2 separate regions of the Sus scrofa genome follow, and region 2 is linked to region 1. Evidence: chromatin contacts called from public HiChIP or PLAC-seq data. All regions are on one chromosome and are shown on one strand. Each heading gives the region's core, a stretch centred on a gene start, on an enhancer-like site or on the middle of the called end of the contact. The rest is flanking DNA. Distances are from core to core; before and after follow the strand shown.

The links. HiChIP or PLAC-seq counts read pairs in DNA pulled down with a chosen protein or histone mark.
Region 2: a contact with region 1 is called in an H3K27ac HiChIP or PLAC-seq map of alveolar macrophages. The contact joins two enhancer-like sites. A contact is called at or near these places in 3 of 47 Hi-C or Micro-C datasets (embryonic fibroblasts and fibroblasts) and 1 of 2 datasets of contacts at active chromatin or transcription factors (alveolar macrophages).

The regions. Positions count from the first base shown.
Region 1 is chr16:24,377,411-24,384,723 of Sscrofa11.1, reverse strand. The region is part of intron 3 of FYB (FYN-binding protein); the gene reads left to right. Among named protein-coding and RNA genes, the nearest start is that of FYB, 130 kb to the left of the region's middle. Within about 2 kb of position 4,058, at least 9 of the 83 cell types and tissues checked have an H3K27ac peak or open chromatin away from gene starts, as enhancers often do. A contact at or near this core is called in alveolar macrophages, where this site is marked.
Region 2 is chr16:24,639,273-24,646,585 of Sscrofa11.1, reverse strand. All of the region lies in intron 2 of DAB2 (disabled homolog 2), which reads left to right. Among named protein-coding and RNA genes, the nearest start is that of C9, 67 kb to the right of the region's middle. Within about 2 kb of position 3,920, at least 17 of the 83 cell types and tissues checked have an H3K27ac peak or open chromatin away from gene starts, as enhancers often do. A contact at or near this core is called in alveolar macrophages, where this site is marked.

The DNA of each region.
Region 1 (7,313 bases), core at 2,809-5,308:
GAAAGGATTTCAGAAAGAGACCTATAGCCTGGCCTATACCATCATACAGATGCTGCTCAATTTCCCACCTTTGTAGGAAATTCTTACAACATTGAAAAGATCCTGCCCACCAGCCATGCTCAAATTTTTTTTTCACAATATTGTTTTCATCAGAAATTAGCAAAACCCACCAATGTAATTTTATCTCATTCCTAATTCCATCTTATGAAGGACTCCTAAAATTAAAAAGTTTGAGGCAAGAGCCTCAAAACACATATGCTCAGGAAAAAGATGAAGAGAAACAAGAAACTTAGATGTTACATTGCCTGGACAAGCTAGAATTGGCATAGCTGAAAGCTGTCAGATGGAGAGAATAGAGAAAATGAAAGCTAAAGGACATCTGTGAGATAACTTTTTTTCAAAAGTAAAAATGCGGTATATGGTGAAAGACTTTCAGGCTCCCATCAGAGGCTCAAGAAAAATCCAAAATGAAGAAATATCTGGGTTGCAAACTTTCCCCCACTAGAGGAAGCTAGATAAGACACAAAGAGGAAATGAAAGTATAATGGGTCTTGATATTCAGGCTCACAAATCTATATTTCATGTGGGAGGGAAATGTATAGAATCAACTTTTTTTTTTTTTTTTAGGGCCGCCTCTGCAACATATGGAAGTTCCCAGACTAGGGGTCAAATTGGAGCTGCAACTGCCAGCCTATATCATAGCCACAGCAACTCAGGATCCAAGCCACATCTGCAACCAACACCACAGCTCACAGCAACACTGGATCCTTAACCCAATGAGCAAGGCCAGGGATTAAACCCATGTCCTCATGGATACTAGTTGGGTTCACTACCACTGAGCCACAACGGGAACTCCTGAAACCATCTTTTTTTTTTTTTTTTTTTTTTTTTTTTTTTGTCTTTTTGTCTTTTCTAGGGCTACACCCGTGGCATATGGAGGTTCCCAGGCTAGGAGTCTAATCAGAGCTATAGCTACTGGCCTGTGCCACAGCCACAGCAATGCCAGATCTGAGCCGTGTCTGCAACCTACACCACAGCTCACTGCAACACCGGATCCTTAACCCACTGAACAAGGCCAGGGATCGAACCTGAAACCTCATGGTTTCTAGTTAGATTCATTAACCACTGAGCCACAACAGGAACTCCCCCGGAACCATCTTTAAGTAAAATTGTGAGAGATGGGTACTTCTGTGCTTTTCCACCACACTTCCAAACACACACCTGGGTGTTTCCCAGGTGCTCCCTCTATGGTCTGCAAATGTCATTCATCCCCTCTCTAATGTAAGGTCACTCTCAGGTCAAGATCTAATTGATTTTTTTCTATAATTCAATAATTATTCAATAATTATTTTTTGAGCCACCACTTTGTGCCTTTGTAATAGAAATTCAGGAAATATCAGTAAACAAAATAAAGATCCCTGGAGTTCCCATATGGCTGGGTTGGTTGAGTATCTGGCATTGTCAGTACAGTGGCTTGTGTAACTGCTGTGTCAGGGGTTTGATCCCTGGCCTAGGAATTTCTGCATGCCAAAGATGTAGCCAAGATAGTTAGATAGATAGATAGATAGATAGATAGATAGATAGATAGATAGATAGATAGATAAAGGTCCCTGCCCACCTATAACCTAGGGCAAGAGACATAAGAGATAAAAATAATAAACAGGTGAAAGATAGCATATGTTGGGAAATATCAAGTGCCATAGGAGAAAATAGGGCAGGGTTAGGTGATGGAGTGTGAGGGTGGGGTTGGGAACAGCATGTTGCAACTGTAAAGGGAGATGTGAGGGTAGCTCCCTGTATGGGAAGTTCATCTTGAACGAAGACTCAAGGAAGCAAAGGAGTTAGGCACGCAGACTCCTGGAGGAAGACCATGCCAGGCAGAGAGGACAGACAGAACAAAGCCTAGAGTATTCAAGGACTCAGAAGGAGGTGGCTGGGCAGGTGTAGGTGAACAAGGGAAGGAGTAGTTGAGAAAGACCCAGCTTACACGGGGCCCTGCAGGTCATGATGGAGATTGTGGCTCCTGTTCTAAGTGAAATGGGAGACACGGGAAGAACCTGAGCAGAGAAGTGATGTCTTCCAACTTAGGCTTTACAAATATCGCCTTCCCAGCTGTCTGAGAGCGCCAGGAGGCAGTGTCGAAGAAGGGAAACCAGTTAGGCAGATATTGCAGGTATGCAGGTGAGCTATGGAGGTGGCCCTCAGCAGGATGGTGCAGTGGACGCAGTGAAAGGTGTCCTGGTCATGGATATATTTTGAAGGTAGAGACAGCAGAATTTGTATTTAGGGTATGAAAGGTAGAGAGGCTCCAAGGCGGCTCCAAGGCTTTGAGCCTGAGTAACTCCAAAGATGATGTTTCCATCTCTAAAGCAGGCTTTGCTGAACATGAGCAGGTTTGGTCATGAGAAAGATCAGGAGGGCCTGGCCTGGTTAAGCCTGTGGTGTCTCTTAAACACCCAAGTGGAGATGTTGAGGAGGCATTTGGGCATAAGAGGTGAAGAGTTTGGGGGAGAGTTCTGGGTTATAAATACATATTCGAGGAGTTCCCGTTGTGGTGCAAGAGAAATAAATCCAACTTGTATCCATGAGGATGCAGATTCGATCCCTGGTCTCGCTCAGTGGGTTAAGGATCCAGCTTTGCTGTGGCTGCAGTGTAGGTCACAGACACGGCTTGGGTCCCGAGTTGCTATGACTGTGGTATAGGCTGGCAGCTGTAACTCTGACTCAATTCCTAACCTGGGGGCTTCCATATGCCACAGGTGTGGACCTAAAAAGCAAAAATAAAAAATACATATTTGAGAGTATGGTCATATATCCCACACTTAAAGTCATGAAACTGAAGATCACCAAGGAAGTGAGTATAAGCAGAGGAAGAACTGAACCCCAGGACGCTCAAAATCCACCAGGCCTGGGAGAAGGAAATTCTGCAAAGGAGGATAAAAAGGAGCAACCAAGGACGTAGGAAAGATCTGAGTGTGGTGTCCTTGGAGCCAAGTAAAGCTAGAACTCCTAAGGGGGAGGCAGTGATCGGTTGTCAGCTAAGTAAGGATTCGGCGTTGCCGTGAGCTGTGGTGTAGGTCACAGATGTAGCTCGGATCCCACATTGCCCTCTGTGGTGTAGGCTGGCAGCCACAGCCCCAATTCCACCTCTAGCCTGGGAACTTCCATATGCTGCAGACACGGCCCTAAAAAAAATTAAAGGAAAAGAGATAGGAGTTCCCAATGCAAGGGGATTGGCGATGTCTCTGCAGTGCGGGGATGCAGGTTCAGTCCCCTGCCCAGCACAGCAGTTCCCGCAGTTGCATAGGTCACAAAACAATGGATACTCCATGTGCCACAGCCCAGCCAAAAAAAAAAAAAAAAAAAAAAAAAGATGGTAGAAATAACAGTATGTTTCTACACTTGTGGAAATCGTAATGGTGGAGAGAGAATTCCTGGGACCAAGGACTACAACTACTAAGAACTGAAGCTCAGGGACTGGCTTCCCAAAGGCATAAGTGATAAGGTTCACAGTTCTCCCCAGGCTGTGGAGTCTGGATTACTTCAGGCAAGAAAACGAATCTCTAATTGGGATCAAAGCAAGAATTTCAGGAGATAGCTTGACCTTTTATCATCTGCTTACTTCCCAGAAGTCACTTGTAATTTTCTCCTTTGGGTCAGAACGCCCCGAGAGTGTAAAGGATTGGAGGCAGGTGAGAATTAAAAATAATAAACATCTTCAAAAGGAAAGTAGTTGAGGCCAGTTAGAGTGTGTTTTAAATTGTATTGTTTCTCCACCTAGTGGTCAGATATCGGCTAGCTCTACTTTCTGCTCTTTTACACAGCTGAAGAGGAACTGAAATGGGTCAAAAGAGCTTGTTTATCATTTTCACTGTTCAAATCCACATCTTTAGGGTAACATATCTCTGGGTACCATTTTCAGAAATTAATTAAAAATTTAACAGTATAATTCTTCATGTGAAAACAGAACCAGAGGATGAATACTTTGGTATACGAAGCAAATTATATGGTTATTAATAGTAATGAGACAGGAAAAGTGAAGTAATAAGAAGTAATAAATAATGGAAATGACTAAGGTTGGAAAAGGAAACGCTGAACAGTTCTTACCCTGAGGTCATTCTTAGTCAGTGTAAGATTTTTTTTTTTTTTCCTGGCTCTAAATTTGGAGGAAAAGTAAGAATTTACCACCATAACCTTTTTATCAATTAGGAATGCTTAACATTTTCTGGAATTGAAGCCTTGCCATATCAGTCATCCATGACCAGGCAGTCTTACCTAAGTCCACTGGGAGAGCATTGGCTTAAACAATTCATAGTTTTGTAATTCCTCATGCGTTAAATACCAGAAGACATGTTCCAGAGAAAAGTTCACAGGATTTCGTTCTCAGTGAGGGCAGGTATGGCACAAAGTTTTCTGTGTCACTTGATTTCCTCCTGATTCTTAAAAAAAACTGACAATGAGAGGCTGAAGCCATGAATAAAGGTCATGAATAGCCAATAAAGTTTAAAGGTCAACAACTTCACATCTTCAAATGTCAGGAAATAGAGCTCTAATAGCTTTCGAAACATGACAGTCAGAACATTACATTGATTTTGCCTCTCCAATTTAATTCTGCATGCATAAAAACAAAGAACTGTGGTGAAAGGCCTTCTCGAATAGATGTCCTATTGTAACAGCTGAGGAAGAAAAGCTTCCTTTTCTTCTTAGACTGCTCCCTCTGCTTTGTTTTCTAGGACTTGGGATGTGACTAATTTTGTTATTGGTCTCTTTAACTCTGTGGAGCTTTTCTCAATGCCTGGAACACTTTCTTTGAGCAATTGGTGACAGTTTGATCTCGGTCTGTCCATGACACTCACCTGTCTCTCCCCTTCATCTTTTATCCTTCACTGCTATTCCTATTCTTAACCCTATTTCCTATTTAGTGACGATTTTCACTTCTACATATTAAACCTATGAATTCACAGGTGAATTCAGACCTATATAAAATTAAATAAAATTTGTATGCTATAATGTTGGGTCCATGAATATGCATGTGCATGCAAACATTATCCCCAAGTATAAATGATTTGCATTCAAGTGCAGGCACATAGGTTTAAATGTGCTGTGCAGACACCCTTCATTTTGCAAATATTTGTTATTCATCCAAGTGTTTCAGGAAGTAAACTGCAACCCCAGTAGTACATATATATATATTTTTTGCTTTTTAGGGCCACACCCACAGCATATGGAAGTTCTCAAGCTAGGAGTCGAATCAGAGTTGCAGCTGCCAGCCTACACCACAGCCACAGCAGTGCGGCATCCGAGCCACGTCTGCCACCTACACCACAGCTCATGGCAACACCAGATCCTTAACCCACTGAGCAAGGCCAGAGATGAAACCCGAATTCTTTTTTTTTTTTTTTTTTTTTTTTTTTGGCCTTTTGTCTTTTTAAGGCAGCGCCCATGGCATTTGGAGGTTCCTAGGCTAGGGGTCAAATCGGAACTGTTGCTGCCAGCCTACGCCAGAGCCACAGCAACGCAGGATATGAGCCGCGTCTGCAACTTACACCACAGCTCACGGGATGCCGGATCCTTGACCTGCTGATCGAGGCCAGGGATTGAACCCACAACCTCATGGTTCCTAGTCAGATTTGTTTCCGCTGTGCCATGATGGGAACTCCAGAACCCACATTCTAATGAAAACTAGTCGGATTCATTTCCGCTTCGCCACAAGGGGAGCTCCCCAGTAGTCTTTTTAACTTAATATTCTTCTTCAAAAATGATAGCAAACAATTCACTTTAGTAATAAATGTTAGTTTCTTAGTTTTACTAGGACATCATTAATTTAGCCAAAAAGAATCAAAGTGCTACATATGACAGGAATATTCTAATAGCTTCCTAAAGATGACATCATAATATTAAATTAACAAAGCAATAATCTCTTTCTTCAAAGGGCTTATGGTCTCTTAGTAAGAAGAAAGACTTGTAAGTAATTGCTTTATAATTAGAGTAATCCAGAATAATCACTGTGGTGGCTCAATGTATGACATATGGAAGCAGCTACTGCATGAGCTTAGGAGAGCTGAGAATAACTTCACAGTGGAGGGAGTGTTTAAGAAGAGGTTTAGAGATGAAAGAGAGCCTCAAGCCAGGGATCATGAGAAGGGAGAATTATTCCAGAGAAGGCAAACAACATGAGCTCAGAATGGAAAACAAGAAACCAGTGTTCAGAGAGTTAAGTGCGTTCAGTATTAATATGTGAAAAGAAGATGTAAGGAGAGGAAATAGGAAAACTAAAACTGTTAAAAGAGCAGGAATTCATCTTAAGAACCTGTATATCATGAAAAGGGCTATAAATTTTATTCTGTAGAATGTCAGTGTATTTTGATATCTAAGATATTTACATCCTGTGCTTTTAATGGATATTCACATGAGATCAGGCGCCTTCAAGGTGTATGGCCGAAGAATATGCAGCTCGTTAAAGTTAATAATGCAGAGGTCTAATGTATTTGAAGTACTTAAATTCACACAATATAACTTTCTGTGCTATTTATACATCTAGGCATTTTTATTTAAATAGGAATAATTATGTTCAGGGGGATCTTTAATGATTGGACAACTCAGGCTAAATTCTTTCAAATCGAATGGCTATGTTTATAAGTTTGGTTAACTAAACTCCCTTACATGTTTTACATTGCATGTATAAACTTACATATTGAATTTTATTTTTAAATGTTTTCAGTACCTGACTAAATGAATTTAATAACCCCACTCAGCCAAATGCTCCCAAGTACTTAAATGACTTTTGTAAATCTATTAAACCACATTCAGTTCTCTTAAATATTCCAATCACATTTACAGTTGGATTTTTTTTATACTATTCTCTTTTTTTGGCTATGCCCATAGCATGTGGAAGTTCTCGGGCCAGGGATTGAACCCCAAACCACAACAGTGATAACACCAAATCCTTAATGGCGAGGCCACCAAGGAACTTCTCTTATACCTTGTAAGAAGCATAGCTAGTTCTGAAAATTTTTTAGCATATGAAAGGCAGGGAGAATAGTATAATGAGCGGCTGTGTCCCCTTTCCCAGCTTCAACGTTTATAAATTCATTACCAATCTTGTTTCATCTATACCCCACCCACTTCTCTCTTCTCATATTATTTTGAAACTAATACCAAACATCATATAATTACATCCATAAATATTTCAGTAGGTACCCCTGAAAATACTCTATGTATTAATATAAAACATCAAGTGATTGTTCAAATTGCCAATTGTCTCTTAAATTGTGTGTGGGTTTTTTTTTTTTTTTTTTTGGTTGTTTGAATAA
Region 2 (7,313 bases), core at 2,671-5,170, 260 kb before region 1:
TTTATATCAAATATACAGCTTATTTAGATAGGTTATATAGATGTGAACATTTTTGTTTATATCAGTTTCATAGAGAGTATTGTTTTTATTTCTGTATATACAGGATTATATGTCATATGTAAATAAAGTATGTTTTACGTATACACTCAGATTACCCACCAATTTAAGTGCACCCACAGCTGCCATAAAAGAGACAGGAATTCCTTTAAAGGGGGCAGTCACACGTGCAACTGTAGAGACAGCAGATCTGAGCTGGTATCCACTGCCTCTTGCCAGGAAAGTCAGGAGTGAAGGCAGCCCTTTGTTCAAAGGGCCCCACCGGTTTAGGATGATTTGGGACGCCACATCACTGGAAGCGGCAATCCGGACAAGGAATTTGTGAGATGAAGGTCGCTGGGTCCCACCCCTTTCCTGCGGAGTTTCCCTTTCCTGTCCTTAAGCGCACCCTCCCCAGCGCCTGGTCCCCAGCCCCGCGAGCCGGGCTCTGGACGGCGCCCCAACTCTTTCCTCCTCCCTGGCGCTTGGGCTCCAGGCGATCGCCCCCCGCTGGCGGGGCTCCGGCCGACGCGAGCCGGCCCTGAGCGCCGGCCGCAGTTTGAGTTAATAAACAGTTAAGTTTGGAAGACTCAGCAGACACGTTGAGGGGGAGTTACCCAGCCCAGGCAGCAAAAACATCCCGGCGCATTCCTGGGGAGTCCTCAGCTGCCAGCATCTGATTAGAACCATATCTCGCCGGGAGTGGCCCGCGGCTCCGAGGCTCCCGGGCCGGCGGCTATTTAAGCGCGGCCGCCGTGTCGGCTGCGCGGCAGCCAGGAGGCTCGGGCACCGGGAGTCATGCTCGCATCGCAGAGGCGCTAACTAGCCTGTGAGTAGCTTTTCGAGCCTTCTTCCCTTTGGCTCCATTTCTGACGACCTCCCCTCCCTTGCTTTTCCCCACCTCGGGACACAGACGCAGGATTGTTGGGGCATCATAGAAAGGAGACGGGGTGCTTGGGCAAACAGGCGGTTTTGTGGCCTGACATCCGAGGAATGCTCCCACGGAATGCTTTTACCTTTGGGGTCGGACTCCAGATGTCCCCCTTGTGACATTTAATAAGCACTTAGTGTGTGTGTGTGTGTGTGTGTGTGTGTGTGTGTCTGTGTGTGTCTGTGTGTGTTTGTCTGTGTGCTCGCGCGCCGCGCGCGCTCGCGCGTGCGTGTCTCTGTGCTCCTTTAAAAGCTCTGCGGGCACCCAGGGTCGGACGCTGGTGTGGCTGCTAACCGCCTAATTAACTCCTCCAGGGGTGTTTATTTTTGTCTGTGACAAAGGCTAGGGACCTGGTTTGTGCCCAGGAGAAGCCTTCCCTGGTGTCTGACAAGAGTACAGCATTAAAATGTGAACTTTGTCTTACACCCGCATTCTTAAGAAAAGTATTTGCCCAAGAGGCTGGACAAACTTATTTGAAATCCCTGGAGCTCTGACCGCCGTTTAAATGCTGTTTGCCTGCTTTCTGTAATCTGGAAAAATTAAGTAAGAATTCTAGGAAAGGGGGAAAAAAATGAATGGGTTAAAACGGTGGAGCACCAGTCAACATAGCGGTTTTCATAGCATAGAGCTGACTCTGTTATTTGTTTCTGCTGCCCTTTCCTCTTGACTTAATTCTTAGCCTGGAATTCAGGTCCACAGTCAGTTTTAGCAGGGAGCCGTTTGGATCCAAAGGGAAATCTAACTGGATTAAAAACACTTAAAGAATCTGGATGTTATCTCCACACCCCCACTCCACCCCCTCCCAATCTTATCCTTTTTCTTTTTAGTTTGTGTTTGGAAGCAAGAGAGGCACTCTGTAAAATGAGAAGAGGAGAAATAAGCTTCCAGACACATGGAAAGACTTAAAAATTATGGAAGGGCGACTTCATGAATAGTAAATGTTGTTATTGCACTATAAAGTGACTTAATGAAAAAATTTCTGGCCCTAATCAGGCAAAGCACTGGAGTGGGGGAGAGGGAGGTAGAACTCACTCAAACAGAAGGAATGGCTGAGCAAAGAAGGCAGCTGCAAAAATGCTTTCAAGACGTCTGTCTGATAAGGCTCTTGGAATGGCTTTGATGGGATATATAATTGATCTTCCTGCAGTCTTGAGGTTGGCTCCCCACACAGGAGTGTCAACTGGGTGTTGAGGAAGGAGGAACTAGCTGGGAATGGGGGAGCTTAGATACCAAATGGCTTGCCTCCATTCTCTGTGACACCTCCACCTGGCTTCTTCAGCCAGCAGCCAGACCTTGGTTAGGCTGCCCTCCCCTGGGCCCAGTGCTCTGCCCATTCCAGGTTCCGCCTCTCCCTCATGGAAGGGAAATAGGCCTCCATGACACTAGCAGAAAGTTTATTGCCTTGAGAATTCGAGAGTATTTGGGATCGAGCTCTCCTTAATCTTTGGGGAAGGTCTCTTTTGGTTGAAGTGCTAGGTGTGTGGCAGTAAACAATGCTACGTTTAATACACTGTGCCCTGTGCAGTGTGGATAGTCTTGTTGGGAGAGCACAAAGGAGGCCTGGTGGTTTTCCCCAGTGTGTATTTCTGGTACAGGTTATTTCTTCTACATCCCTAATCGGGATCCTCCTAGAGCAGTCTCGTTTTTTTTCCTGTTGGTGATGAATAACTTCACTTCCCCTTCCCTTCCCACTCCCGGCCCTGTCTCTTCTTATCCAAATGGCTGCCTAAGAAATCAGTTCTTCTTAAGCTATACCCTTCTCCATTTTAATGTATGGCCAGAACAGGCAGATGGGAAGGGAACGTCTTCCAACTTTGAGCCTTGACACACTGGTCGTTGCCATTCTGATGATCTTGGACCCATCAGATCTTCTCCTGACGATGTGAGAGAGGGACAGGAGCATGGCACTTATTCAAAGCCTTGCCTCATTTGTTAAGGGCAGAATCCAGAGTCTGCATTTCCACTCAAAACTTTTTATAGTTGTGGATTCAACTAAAAGCCTAAATTCCTGTGCATTAGCTTACTTGTGTTGTCCAAGAGGTTGAATGGATTTCAGCCATCTTGTTTGGGTTGAAGGGAATTGCTTTTAAGATGCTCGTTGGCTTGAGGGGGTCCAGGGATCCCTGGAAGCTACTGACCAGCCAGTTGGGGTGATATTTATGGGCCTCCTCGGCCGCAGTTACCTGAAGATTTAGAAAGCAGGAAGGCAGAAGCTTTGGTCAGCAGGAGGCTTTGCGAAGACACAGGCTGTTAGTGGTACAGCCAGTATGCACTGCTTCATTTCTCCTTCTCCCCTCATATGTCTGTAAGCCTGTCCTTGCTACCACCAATATTTTTTACCAGAATAGCTTTGAAGGTTTCATGTGTTTCCCTTCCTCAGTCTCTCCTGACTTGAGGATTTAATTAATGCTTTTCTTGGAGACAAAAATAAGATGCTGAAAGATTTGAGAAGGGTGCCAAAGACAGAGCTCTCCAGGGTGTTAAGTTGCCCTAATGGCCAGTGGAAGGCTTGAAAGTGGACTGGTTGGGGAGGTTTTGATATTTGACCAAACGCATAAGGTGTTCTACCCTCCAGGCAGAACCAGAATGAGAACTCGACTGGCAGTATGAAACACCTGTGTAACAGGATGTGGTATTTGAAAATTCTTGAGCACTGCTGTGTAATTCTAAAGTCGAAGCTGTGCCACTGAACTGCACAGAGGTAGGCAGGAGTCACATTTAGTTGAAATAGCTGTAGTGTCAGATCTGTCGGCTTAAGGGAAACCTAACTCATGGTAATGTATCCTGCCTGGATTAGTCCTGTGACTCAGAAGGAAAGGAGGCCATCTAGTCCCCTTCTACAGAGGACATGCTAATTTCTGGTGAGGGGAACAAATGACGCTAAGTATGGACATAAGGGGCAAGCACACAGGCTGGCTTCCCCTTCCCACCTAGCACAGCTGAGTGGTGGGAGTGGTGGTTGAGAGTGTGGGTTCTGGAGCCCATTGCCTCAGTTCAAATCCCACAGACAGCACTGGTGCTCATGTGACCATGAGCAGATTGCATCATCTCTCTGTACTTAAGCTTTCTTATCTGGAAAGAATAATAATACCTACCCCCAAGGCTTATTGGGAAGACTGGTAATCTAATGTGCTTAGAATGCTTTATTTTATGTTTTGTTTTCATTTTGCTCCCTGAACCACTGAACCACTGAATTATGTACCTGGGTGAAAACTGACAGTGGAATAGGGAATTTCTTTGTCAAAGTTGGACCCCACCCGCCTACCTGAAAAATGTTAATCACTTAAGCACCTAATATTAACAAAGCCAGGGAGTTTGCTGGGCTTATGCGAAACGGACTGAGAGTTACTCTCTGTTCTCTGCCTGGCGCCTGCAGTTTAGTTTGGTCAAGCTGACCTCCTCTGGTCTCATTTAAGTCTTTCCCACCTCCCTCCCCCGCCCCCAGACTCTCTACAGAAAGGGAGCAATCCTTCCCCCTGAAGTCAGCATCATAGCAGAAGGAAGTGGGAAAGGAGGGACCACCCGGACTAAACTGAGGGCCTCGGCTAGAAATAAAAAGTCTGAGTCAGTAGAGCCCCATACTGTCCTTGCCCTCATAGCTGGGCAGGTTGCCATGGTTACTCCCCTTCCTGACTCTTTCTCCTACCTTGGAAGGAAGCCTGAGACTCCAGGGTAAGCAAAATCTGAACAAATTGCTTCCTGGTCTGAAAATGGAAGTTACTTTTTCATTAAGTGAGGTAGAATCTCCTCTCTACCCAGCTTATCCTTTTCCTCTTCTTCCCAACTTATTCTAATCCAAAATTTTACTCCAAATGTTCAAATTCTTGCTAATTCCTACATTGTTGCAATAGAGAAACAGTAGGGCTTATGAAGCTTCAGGAACATAAAAGCTATTGTCTCAATATAGAAGCAGCCTGGCAATGTTTCTCTGCTGCCATAACTTATAACTTAGCCCCTAAGCTAGCTAGCGGCAAGTGACCTTTAACTACTGTAAAATTTTGAGTGAACTGGGGGGTGGAATGGGGTGGTGCTGAGTGAGTGTCACCTGCAGGGACGTTACCAGGAGGCAGAATGCATGAGCGCTGTCACTTAGATTTTTAGGTAACGATGGAGAAAAAGGAGCAGGTAGATTAGGAAGTAAGAAGACTGGAAAAGCTGGGTTTGAAACGTTCTCCAGCCTGGAAGGGATTGGAGTGAGGGGTTTATGGCTTAATATTTTCTCTGGGTAAAAAGCTATCTTACTTCTCCTTAGCAATATGATGCAGACTTAGATCTTCATGTAACAGATGAACTGCCATAAGTTCTCATTTAACTGTTAAATTCATTCATTCTTTCAAGATGGGACACTTAGGAGTTCCTATTGTGACTCAGCAGTTAATGAACCTATTATCCACGAGGACTTGGGTTCGATTCCTGACCCCGCTCAGTAGGGTAAGGATCTGGTATTGCCGTGATCTATGGTGTAGGTCGAAGATGCGGCTCAGATCCCACGTTGCTGTGGCTGTGGTGTAGGCCTGCAGCTGTAGCTTCAACTTCACCCCTAGCCTGGGAACCTCCATATGCTGCGGGTATGGCCCTAAAAAGACAAAAAAAAAAAAAAAAAAAAAAAAAAAAATGGGACACTTAGTTAGCTAAATGTAGTTCATGACCAGAGAGAACTCAGCTAAGACTGGTTCTGGTTCTTAGAGTGTGGTCCCCAGACCAGCTACATCAGCATCACTTGGGAACTTGTTAGAAATGCAAATTCTCTGTTCCCATCCCAGATCCACTGAACCAAATATGAGTAGTAGGGCCCATCCAGCTGTATTTCAACAAGCCCTTCACATTAATGTTCATAATTCAGTTGTTCAGTGGAAAGCATAACAAAGTAACTGAATTCCTACAGCCATGAAAGTAATAAAGCAAAGCATTTAAACATAACTCAGTTTAACTGAATCTCAGAAAGATGAAAAAGCAGAGACCTTTACATTTTTCCTACTATCTTAAGTATTTCTTTCTCGATTCTTGGAAAATCAACCTCCTCCTTAGTTTCATATTATCAGCTTGTTTCCAATTTTTTTCCTTTCCTTTGGGTTTTTTAATTTTAATTTTTATTTTTTGGCCTCTCCTAGAGCATGTGGAAGTTCCCAGGCCAGGGATCAAATCTATGCCATGACAGAGCCACAACAGTGACAACACTAGATCCTTGGCCCAATGCACCACAAAAGAACTCCCATTTGAGAGTTTTTCAAAATATAATTAATTTGCATTTATTAGGAGACTATCCCAGTTACATCTTTAAAAAAAAAAAATTCTGCAAACTAGATCATTACCTTTGAACCAGATGGTTTTCTCTAACCTATAAAACTTTTTATTTTGTTTTTTCAAGCCATGCCAAAGTGCCCATGAAGGCCTCTCCTTAACGGTAAAGGAATCTACAGCACTTCATGTTTATGGTTTATGAAGCACTGTCCCATTCTCCCATTTGACTTTCACTTTAAATAACTTAAGGTAGAAGAGATATCTCCATTTCTTAACCCCAGTATGATCAGTAGATATCTGCTTGCCCAAGGTCGTATCTGTAAGTGGCAGAGCTAGGATTCAAGCATAAATCTTTAAGATTCAAATCTTGATATTTATCTGAGTATTTAGTAAATACCTAGTTGTGAAGTATGTTGCTAGGCTAGCAATGGCAGAAATCCCAGTGAGGAGATACCTAGAAGTAAGTCTACATTGTGTGAAGTAAAGAATGTAGACCGTGGGTCTGCTTTGGAATGACAGTACTGCCATTCCTCAGGCATGCTACTCAATGGCTCTGACCATTAGTCACCTTGCAGAACAGTCCTAAGAAAGACTGATGTTAATCAGAGACTAATGTTTAGCAGAGATCACACCTTAAACTGAAAGACACAAGGGTATGCCCTTAGAAGGAGAGAATTGGAATTCTGGCTTTGAAGAAGCAACATAGGTTAGTGGTGAAGAGCATGGACTTTGAACTACAAATAACTGTCCACAACCCAGCTTTGCTATTTAAGACGAGATATAACAGTTGAGCTTCATTTTCTCCATCAGTGAAATGAGTTGCCTCCAAATCGAAATTAAAGGAGAAGCCATAAAGAAATTACTTATAACTAAGCTAATGATGGAAAATGGTTTTGTTCTCATTGTCTGTGGTCTTTAGGCAAGCTAGACTCTAGAGGTGGACACATCTAGGCTGAAAATGAGAAGACCGTCTTTCTTACATACTGTGGAACCATTAAGTGTGCGAGTCAAGCAAGAAAATGTGGCAATGCTTCATAAACCAGTGCAAGCACTTAGATGTTACCTCTTAAGGTACCATTAAATCTCCTCTGGGCAGGACAATTGA